Regions from separate parts of the Mus musculus genome. Here region 2 is linked to region 1. A link is a contact called in public HiCAR-type data. All regions are on one chromosome and are shown on one strand. Each heading gives the region's core, a stretch centred on a gene start, on an enhancer-like site or on the middle of the called end of the contact. The rest is flanking DNA. Distances are from core to core; before and after follow the strand shown.

Region 1 (4,486 bases), core at 1,097-3,596:
TTGTGAATGCCTGCTCCACAACTAGACTCTGCCCTGTGACCTTGGGAAATGGTTCCAGCTTTTCTTAGCCTTTCTTATCTATGAGACAAAGATAAAATTGGCTGCCTTTTGCATTTGTAACTTAGCCTTTTGTTTAAAGAAAGATCGCCCAAGGTTTTTGATGTGTTAAAATTATGGCTTGCGTCTGAACACAGCACACTGGGCCCAAGGAGTTCCACCTGTGAGAGGTTTATTGGGAGAGGGGGGGGAGGTAGTTTATTGGGAAAGAGAGAGAGGGAGGGGTGTTCCCCTTATTTATATGGAAAATGACATAATGCAGGTAAAGGTGGGAGGTGAGGCAAGTGGATTCTGGGAATTCTGTTGTCTTGGTAATCGGTCTGTAGGTCACACTGTTGCCTATGTGATGTCATAGGTTTAGGAGGTCCTGATGCCAACAGTTTTCTTTTCTTCTTTCTTAACTTCTTCCTTTCTTTCTCTTCCTTCTTCCCTTCCTTCCTTCCTTCCTTCCTTCCTTCCTTCCTCCCTCCCTCCCTCCCTCCCTCCCTCCCTTCCTTCCTTCCTTCCTTCCTTCCTTCCTTCCTCTCTCTCTTCTTGAAGATTTATTCTTTTTATTTATGTGTATGAGTATTCTGCCTACATGTATGTCTCCATACCATACACACCTGCAGTACCTCAAGAGGCCGGGTGGGGGGTTGTATTCCTTGGAACTAGAGTTAAAGAATATTCTGATCTGCCATGTGCTTCTGGGAATAAAATAAAACCCAGGTCCTCTAAAAGAGCAACCAGCACTCTTAACCACTGAGCTATCTTTCTGCCTTCCAAGGTTTTCTTTTCTATTTTAGAGATGGGGTCCCTGTATGAAACCCTGGCTATCCTGGAATTCTCCATGTAGACTAGGCTGACCTCAAACTCACAGAGATCCAACTGTCTCTACCTCCTGAGTACTAGGATTAAAGGCATTAAAGGTTTTACTGATAATCTTTATGAAAACGTAAAACTCAATTTTTGGGCAAAATGTATATGCTAAGTTCTTCTAGAAGGAAAAACTCTTCAAGACTTCTATAAATATTTAAAAATTTAGATACCTCTTATGCACGGTATAAAAATTTAAAACCAGAAAAAGAAAATACAATGAAAAAATTCTCGCTCTCTTCTCTCTGTCCTTATTAACTTTATTTACTTATTTATTTATTTATTTATTTATTTTGTAAACTCACTCCCATGAGTATGTATGTGTTCATGTAGCCTGTAGACATAGCCCAGGCATGTACTCATTGGGCTTTGAATACAATTCTCATCTTCCCTTCTTGGCTAACCTCTGCCAGTAGGGCTGCAGTAGCTATGATCAGAGCTGCCAGCAATGGGAGGATTGTTCTATGTTTTGTCCCATATTACTACTAGCGTAAGTCCATTAAGCACTTGAAATGTATTATTTTTATACTAACTTTTTATTGAAAATTTCTGAGCTTCACATCATGCACCCCAGTCCCACTCATCTCCCCATCCCTTTGTATCTGCCCTTGCCACCTCCTTTCCTTCTCCCACAAGAAAGTAAAAAGCAAAAAGAATAAAATTTAAAACATAAGAAAACATCCGGTTATGGTAGCTGTAGTGTGTCACTGTGTGTCCACTCAGCTTTCCTTGCAAATGCTCATTGCCATGAGTCATTGGTGTGGTTAGAGGACCTGGCTTCTGCTACACTATCAATACTGGATCCTCACTGTGACTCATCTTAGAGATCTTGTTGTTGTCCTGTGCCATGGAAATCCTGCAGCTTTGGATCTGTAAGACCGACCCTTTCACACACTCAGTTCATAGATGAGGTAGATGTTAGGGCAGGCCAGCCCAAAGCCCCTAATCTGGGCCTGGGTAGTAGCTTTGTTGGTCAGCCTATCAGTGAAGAGGTCAGCTCAGGAACTTTGGAAAATTCCACCAGACCCTTCCCCTCCAGAAGGGAAAGGCTAATTACATTCCTCAGACCACAGGGAGTGGACCAACCATCTGCCACCTGCTGGTGGGGGAGGCCCAGAGCACATAGACACATTCCTCAACCTTTGGCCACCTACAGACAAGGGAAGTCCATGCCACCTCATTCCCTAAAGACCAATCAATTTAAAAGTCACACTTCTCTGCCAACCACATTGTGCCTAATGGCTGCTGCTCTGAAAACTGTATTAAAAACTCACCTTTGTGAGGGTCGTTCTCTCTCTCCTTCCTTTGTAGGGCGACCCCACCATGCTGGAACAACAAAAATTCCTCTTGGTTTTGCATAGATTCCCCAGGAGTTGTTCACTGGGGGTGGGGGTGGGGGTTCTCCGGTGAGCTAAGGCTCACCAGAGTCTTACATCAGCTCTCCCATACCCACACCACCAGGGTAAACTCTCCAGCACTGCCCAGGCTCACCTAATGCCATATCTGGAAAGGGGCAAGACCAGCTCTCCTGCTCTCATGCCCATGGGGCTGGATTCCCCTCACCCACACCATCAGAGCCAGCTCTACTGTGCTTCCAAGTTGAAGTACAGGGCCCACTTTCTTAAGTGTTGAAGCCAGCAAAGAGTGAGGCCAGCTCTGCACAGCCCCTGGATATCAATATGGTCCCAGGAGGTAGTCCAGACCAGGGATATCCACGTGATCTTTATTGTTAATAGGAGACATGGACATCAACACAGATCCCTGCTGCTGCATGGCCACCAACCCAGACATGGCCCTCACTGGCAGCACAGGCTGGGACTTCATGACCTCAAACTGCTCACATCAGGCTATTCCTCTGCACCCTCCACCCTCCTATCTCCAATTCTCTTTATAATGGCCAAACCATTTGGCTTCTCGTTTCTCTCTGGTCTCTCCACCACATACTTGTATATTGCAGTGGCTCCTGCTATGAAAGGGCCTCCTGGCTGGCTGGCCTCTGGGTCAAAATGTATTATTTTACAACTGAATTTTTAATAGTTAAATAATTTTGAAAGATTTAGTAATCAGGGCAAGTGAGGTAGCTTTTTGATAGAAGTGCTAGCTTCAAAAACCTGATACCTGAGTTTGGTCCCCAGACCCCACATGAAGGGTAGAAGAAGAGAAGAGAGCCCTTGTTCCACAGAATTGATTCTGATTTCCATACTAGCCACAGCATACATATCTATCTATCTATCTATCTATCTATCTATCTATCTATCTATCTATCTATCTATCTATCTAGGCTGGTTATTTTTGCACTGCAGAGAACTGAATTCAAAGCTTCATGGATGCTAAAGAAGCAACATACCAAAGAACTGTATCCCTAACCCATCTATTTAATATATTTTGAATTATAACATTGCATGTTTCTGTTCAAATCTGCCACAAGAGGTGAGCATCCATTCTTGCAAACACAGTAGGGATTAGATGCAGGCGTATCTGCAGGGGAGTGATCTGAAGCCCAGCGAGGGAGTGACTCTGTTCACAAAACAGTAATGAAGTAGTAACCTTGTTAAGCCTTCCCTCATCCTCAAACATCCATTAACAGTAGAAGTCCTTGCTCAGGATGCTAACTGCAGGGGCCAGTGTGTGCTTTAGTTTCACACCACTGTGTTGCTCTCTACATTGCCCCCACCAGGGAAGGGACTGTAGAGTCAGAGAGGAAGTTTTTCAAAGCCATTTCTGATAAATGCCAGTGTCGAAAACTCGTTTTCTATACTTTAGGAAGCTGGTTTCATTCAGCTATACAAATTATTTAAAAGTATCACCAAGTTTGTTCTGCTAGCTTTGGCAAGAACAGTTATAGTTGTAAGCCGCTCATGGCCTACAAGAACAGGGTACTCCTGAAAGGCAGGCTGGGGCTGAAAAAGACTTAGACTTCGAGAGAAGAATGAGGCCAAGACAAATTGCTCTGATTAAAGCCTGCGAGTTTACTGCGAGACTGTGCTTATAAAGGGGGAAGGCCCATCCTCAGACAATCCAGTCTTGGTGTCCGGAGTCAGCCTGTAGGCGATGTGCAGGATAGGATGTGTCTCTGGAATGTCTCAAGGGTCTCTCAGCAGGTAGCAGAGAAGAGAAGGGTCTCCGAGAAGAGCAGTGGCAGGTGACAGAACAATAGAGCCATCTAGGTCGGAAGGCTACAGCCCAGGTGGCCCCACCTCAGTGGTGACAAGGTCTGCACCAGCCAGCTTCAGGCTGGGGGAGGCTACAGACTGTGATGGGGAGAGAATGAAATATGCTTATATCATGTGAGTGCCTTTTGCTTTACTGTTAAGAAAAAAAAAAGCTACTGTAAACAGGTCTTCTGAATGCCGCAGTAAGAAGATAGAAAGTTCAGACTCACTTTGCTCTTGGGGAAGGTCTATCACTATCATCTCCCTGTGGGAAAACTGCTAATTAAGGTCAAAGTCCACCATGACCAGATTGCCTCTGAGTTCTGCTCAAAATGTGAGACTCCCTTGTTAACAGGTTTTCTTCTTTTCTGACCTTATCTGGAGGATATTCTAAGCCCCAACACTTGGGCTTCTACCTGAGA
Region 2 (4,486 bases), core at 1,296-3,795, 730 kb before region 1:
GCTGCAAGAGCTCAAGGGATTTATGAACTGCTTTCAAGAAGGGAGTCACCCAAAGGCCTATGTCCTAACTTGTAGGTCAGCCAGGAGGCCAGTCATAAGAACTGGGGCATTGAAAGCCAACACCTTAACCCAAAAGAGGCTGACCAGGCTCTATCTGGACATATAGGGTCACTTCCACCAACTGGAGAAACTCCTTTCCAATTAATATGCCTGTGTGTTTGCAGGCTTCTTCAGTCAGGTAGCAGGAAGCATGGAACCGTGTGGTTGGTTGGTGTGCCCAGAAGCACATGGTAGGCCTCAGTGGCACAACTCACGTGGTAGAAGTCTGTGAGTCTCACAAGGTGGCAACAGTGTCAATGGCGATGGTCTGCAGTAGCAGTGGAAATCCACGTGGTGGATGACGGTAGGTGCCAGCTGATGGAGTCCACATGGTGTAGCAGTGACTGCAGGTGGTGGCGGCCATCTCGTGGCATTGGTTCTCCTGCGGCAGTGGCAGATTCACCTGGTTCACCTTCATGTCAGGTAGTGACGGCTGCTGGGCCCCGCAGCTCCCCTGCATAGCGATTACCGAAATCTTTGGCACCAATGTTATCATCTTAATCGTTGCACATGTTCAGAAGGACTACACCAGGCCAAACAGTTCCACGTGAGGTTTATTGCGAGAGAGAGGGGCAAAGTGGTGGTGGAAAGAGAAGGGGGAGAGAGAGAGAGAGAGAGAGAGAGAGAGAGAGAGAGAGAGAGAGAGAGAGAGAGAGAGTTTCTTTATATATGGATGCTGACATAGTCACAGGTAAAGGTGGGAGATGAGCCAGGTGGATTCTGGGAATATGGTGGCTGTTTCCTTGGCAACAGGTGTTCAGGTAGCACCTATGTGATATCATGAGTTTCAGGAGGTCAGCTAGTCCCTGATTTTTAGATATGTAAATGTGCAATCTTATCTTGAAAAGATATAGATTCATAGTTCTTGGATTATTAGTGACTCTGGGCAAGTTATTTGGGGTTTTTTTGTTGTTGTTGTTTCTATTATTGCTGTTTTATTGTTTTGTTTTGTTTGGGAGCTCATGGGCCATTTATGATCCACTACTTTTTCATTCCAATCCCTATTGATTAATGAGTAAGTGGCTTAATGTGTAAGTGATTAACCTATACATTGGCTTAAAAATTTCTATTATCGGGCTGGTGAGATGGCTCAGTGGGTAAGAGCACCCGACTGCTCTTCCAGACTGCTCTTCCGAAGGTCCGGAGTTCAAATCCCAGCAACCACATGGTGGCTCACAACCATCCGTAACGAGATCTGACACCCTCTTCTGGAATGTCTGAAGACAGCTACAGTGTACTTACATATAAATAAATAAATCTTTAAAAAAAAAAAAAAATTTCTATTATCAAATGGTGAATTTTCTCCCTCTGTCTTAGTTACTCTTCTATTGCTATGACAAGAAACCATGACCAAGGCAACTCTTATAGAAGAATACGTTTAATTGGGACCTTGCTTACAGTTTCAGAGGGTTAGTTCTTTACCATCATGGCACAGGCAGCAGCAGAAAGAGAGAGACAGAGACAGACAGAGAGACACAGAGAGAGACAAAGACACAGAGAGAGACAGAAGAGACAAAGACAGACAGAGAGAGACAGAGACAGAGGGACAGAAGAGACAAAGACAGAGAGAGAGAGAGAGAGAGAGAAAGACAAAGACAGACAGATAGACACACAGGGAGAGAAAGACACAGAGAGAGACAGAAGAGACAAAGACAGACAGAGAGAGAGTGAGAGAGAGAAAGAGAGAGAGACTGGATCTGGTGTAGGCCAAGTAAGGACCAAGCATTCAAACATAGGAGCCTATGCTTCCATTCTCATCAAACCACCACACCCTTTTTCCACATTATGCAACACCCTTGGAAGATGTTAGCTCCTCCTTGCACAATCATGCTTCGTAGTTGATTCTGTGCATACTTTAAACCCCAGCAGGCCTTGCCTTTCATTACCTGATACCGACAACAGCCATTTCTTTACTCTCTCACACCACAGCAGCCCTAGGTACTGATTGATTTTGTACAGGACATAGATGACCCAGAGGTATCTGGAGACTTTAGGGAATATAGTTCTATTGGCTGTTCTAGATCCCATTTTTTCAGGCTCATATATTTGAATGCTTGGTAATGGGGAATATCACTACTTGAGAGGGATTAAGATGTGTACCCTTGTTGGATTAAGTGTAGCCTTCTTGGAGAAGAGTGTCACTGGTGGTGGGGTTTAAAGATTCAAAAGCCAAAGCCTGGCAGGCCCAGGGTCTTCTTCTTGCTGCCTGCAAATCCTAATGTACTCAAGTTAGTTCTCCAGCACCTTGGCTGCCTGCAAGCTGCCATGCTTCCCACCATGATGATAATGGACTAAACCTCTGAAATTGTAAGCCAGCTCCAATTAAATGCTTTCCTTTAAAAGAGTTGCTGTGGTTGTGGTGTATCTTTAGAGCAATAGAATGTTGACTAAGCACTTGCTGTGTTGTGCCCTTCCCCCAGCCTTGAGATGGCTAAACAAGTCTCAGATGGCTGAAGCCAGGTACCTGGCCTCACTGCATTGCATCTTCCTGCCTGAGCCTTGAGCTGACCACCTACTGAGCTTACTTTGCAACTCAATACAACTGAAAAAAAGCAACTGAACCCAGCCTAAAACAAAGAATGTTTCCTTGGGTCTGCCCTTTCTATTCCATGCCCAGCTCTCCTTCCAGGCATACCCAGTGCTCCATGACCGCTGGACTGCTACACCTAGTTGATTTTTGATTCCCATCTCTGCCTCTGGCATCATATGGCCATCAGTCTGTCAGTGTTTCTTTTTCTCTCCTCATAAGGACTCTAGTCAATTTTGATTAAAATCCTATCATACTGCTGTTCGGCCTTATCTGAACTAATTCCATGTGTAACCACCCTTCTTTCAAGTAAGAGAACATTCTGAAGTATTTGGGATTTGTACTTTACAGATTTTCTGGGGTAACATAGCTTAATTCACATCAAGAGAAAACTACTCCCCGGTATGCTAACCCCAGGGTATTGAATTATCTCTTGCTCAAAACCTACACCTGTTTAGTTTTTGTGACTGATGTCATTAATAAGTTCTCTGAGATGCGTTGTTTATATCATCAGAATTCTAAGCAGAAAGTATAGTTTATTTTATTTTTTAAGATATTGTCTTTATTTACACTTCAAATGTTATCCCCTTTCCTGGTTTCCCTTCTGAAAACCTCCCATTCCCTCACCCCTCACTCCCCATGCTCACCAACCCACCCATTCCCGCTTCCTGGCCCTGACATTCCCCTATACTGAGGCACAGAACCTTCACTGGACCAAGGGCCTCTCCTCCCATTGATGACCTACTAGGCCATCCTCTGCTACATATGCAGTTAGAACCCTGAGTCCCACCATGTGTTTTCTTTGGTTGGTGTTTGCATCCCAGGGAGCTCTGGACATACTGGTTAGTTTATATTGTTGTTCCTTCTATGGGGTTATAAACCCCTTCAACTCCTTGGGAACTTTCTCTAGCTCCTTCATTGGGGACCCTGTGCTCCATCAAATGGATGATTGTGAGCATCCATTTCTGTATTTGTCAGGCACTGGCAGAGCCTCTCAGGAGACAGCTATATCAAGCTCCTATCAGCAAGCACCTGTAGGCATCCACAATAGTGTCTGGGTTTGGTGGTTGTATATGGGATGGATCCCCAGATGGATTGGTCTCTAGATTCCTTCAGTCTCTGCTCCACACTCTGTCTCTGTAACTCCTTTCATGGGTATTTTATTCCCCCTTCTAAGAAGGATCGAAGTATCCACACTTTGGTCTTCCTTCTTCTTGGGTTTCATGTGTTTTTTGAATTGTATTTTGGGTATTCTGAGCTTCTGGGCTAATATCCACTTATCAGTGAGTGCATATCAAGTGTGTTCTTTTGTGATTGAGTTACCTCACTCAGGATGATAGTCTCCAGATCCATCCATTTGCCTATGAATCTCATAAATTAATTATTTTAATAAGTACATAGTACTCCTTCTGTATCCATTCCTCTATTGAGAGACATCTGGGTTCTTTCCAACTTCTGAATATTATAAATAAGGCTGCTAGTAGAGTATGTGTCCTTATTACATGTTAGAGCTTCTGCGGGGTATATTCCCAGGAGTGGTATAGCTGGGTCATCAGGTAATACTATGTCCAATTTTCTGAGGAACCGCCAAACTGATTTCCACAGTAGTTGTAACAGCTTGCAATTCCACCAGCAATGGAGGAATGTTCCTCTTCCTCCACATTCTTGCCAGCATCTGCTGTCACCTCAGTTTTTGAACTTAAGCCATTCTGACTGGTGAGAGGTGGAATCTCAGGGTTGTTTTGAATTGAATTTACCTGATGACTAAGGATGTTGACCATTTTTCAAGTGCTTCTCACCCATCTGGTATTCCTCAGTTGAGAATTCTTTGTTTAATTCTGTACCCCATGTTTTAATAGG

Evidence for each region. HiCAR-type assays count read pairs that join an accessible place to other places.
Region 2: a HiCAR-type map of embryonic stem cells shows a contact between it and region 1, with 4 times the contacts expected there. The contact joins two enhancer-like sites. A contact is called at or near these places in 3 of 39 promoter capture datasets (embryonic stem cells, maxillary cranial neural crest and stem cell-derived epiblast-like cells) and 3 of 115 datasets of contacts at active chromatin or transcription factors (all in embryonic stem cells).

The regions. Positions count from the first base shown.
Region 1 is chr10:30,727,186-30,731,671 of GRCm38.p6, reverse strand. The region is part of intron 2 of Ncoa7 (nuclear receptor coactivator 7); the gene reads left to right. Among named protein-coding and RNA genes, the nearest start is that of Ncoa7, 74 kb to the left of the region's middle. Within about 2 kb of position 2,346, at least 83 of the 459 cell types and tissues checked have an H3K27ac peak or open chromatin away from gene starts, as enhancers often do. A contact at or near this core is called in embryonic stem cells and stem cell-derived epiblast-like cells, where this site is marked.
Region 2 is chr10:31,455,105-31,459,590 of GRCm38.p6, reverse strand. Gm51764 (a long non-coding RNA gene) reads right to left here. Exons shown (of 3, transcript XR_003948861.1): 2 at 315-622. Among named protein-coding and RNA genes, the nearest start is that of Gm51764, 8.5 kb to the right of the region's middle. Within about 2 kb of position 2,545, at least 12 of the 459 cell types and tissues checked have an H3K27ac peak or open chromatin away from gene starts, as enhancers often do. A contact at or near this core is called in embryonic stem cells and stem cell-derived epiblast-like cells, where this site is marked.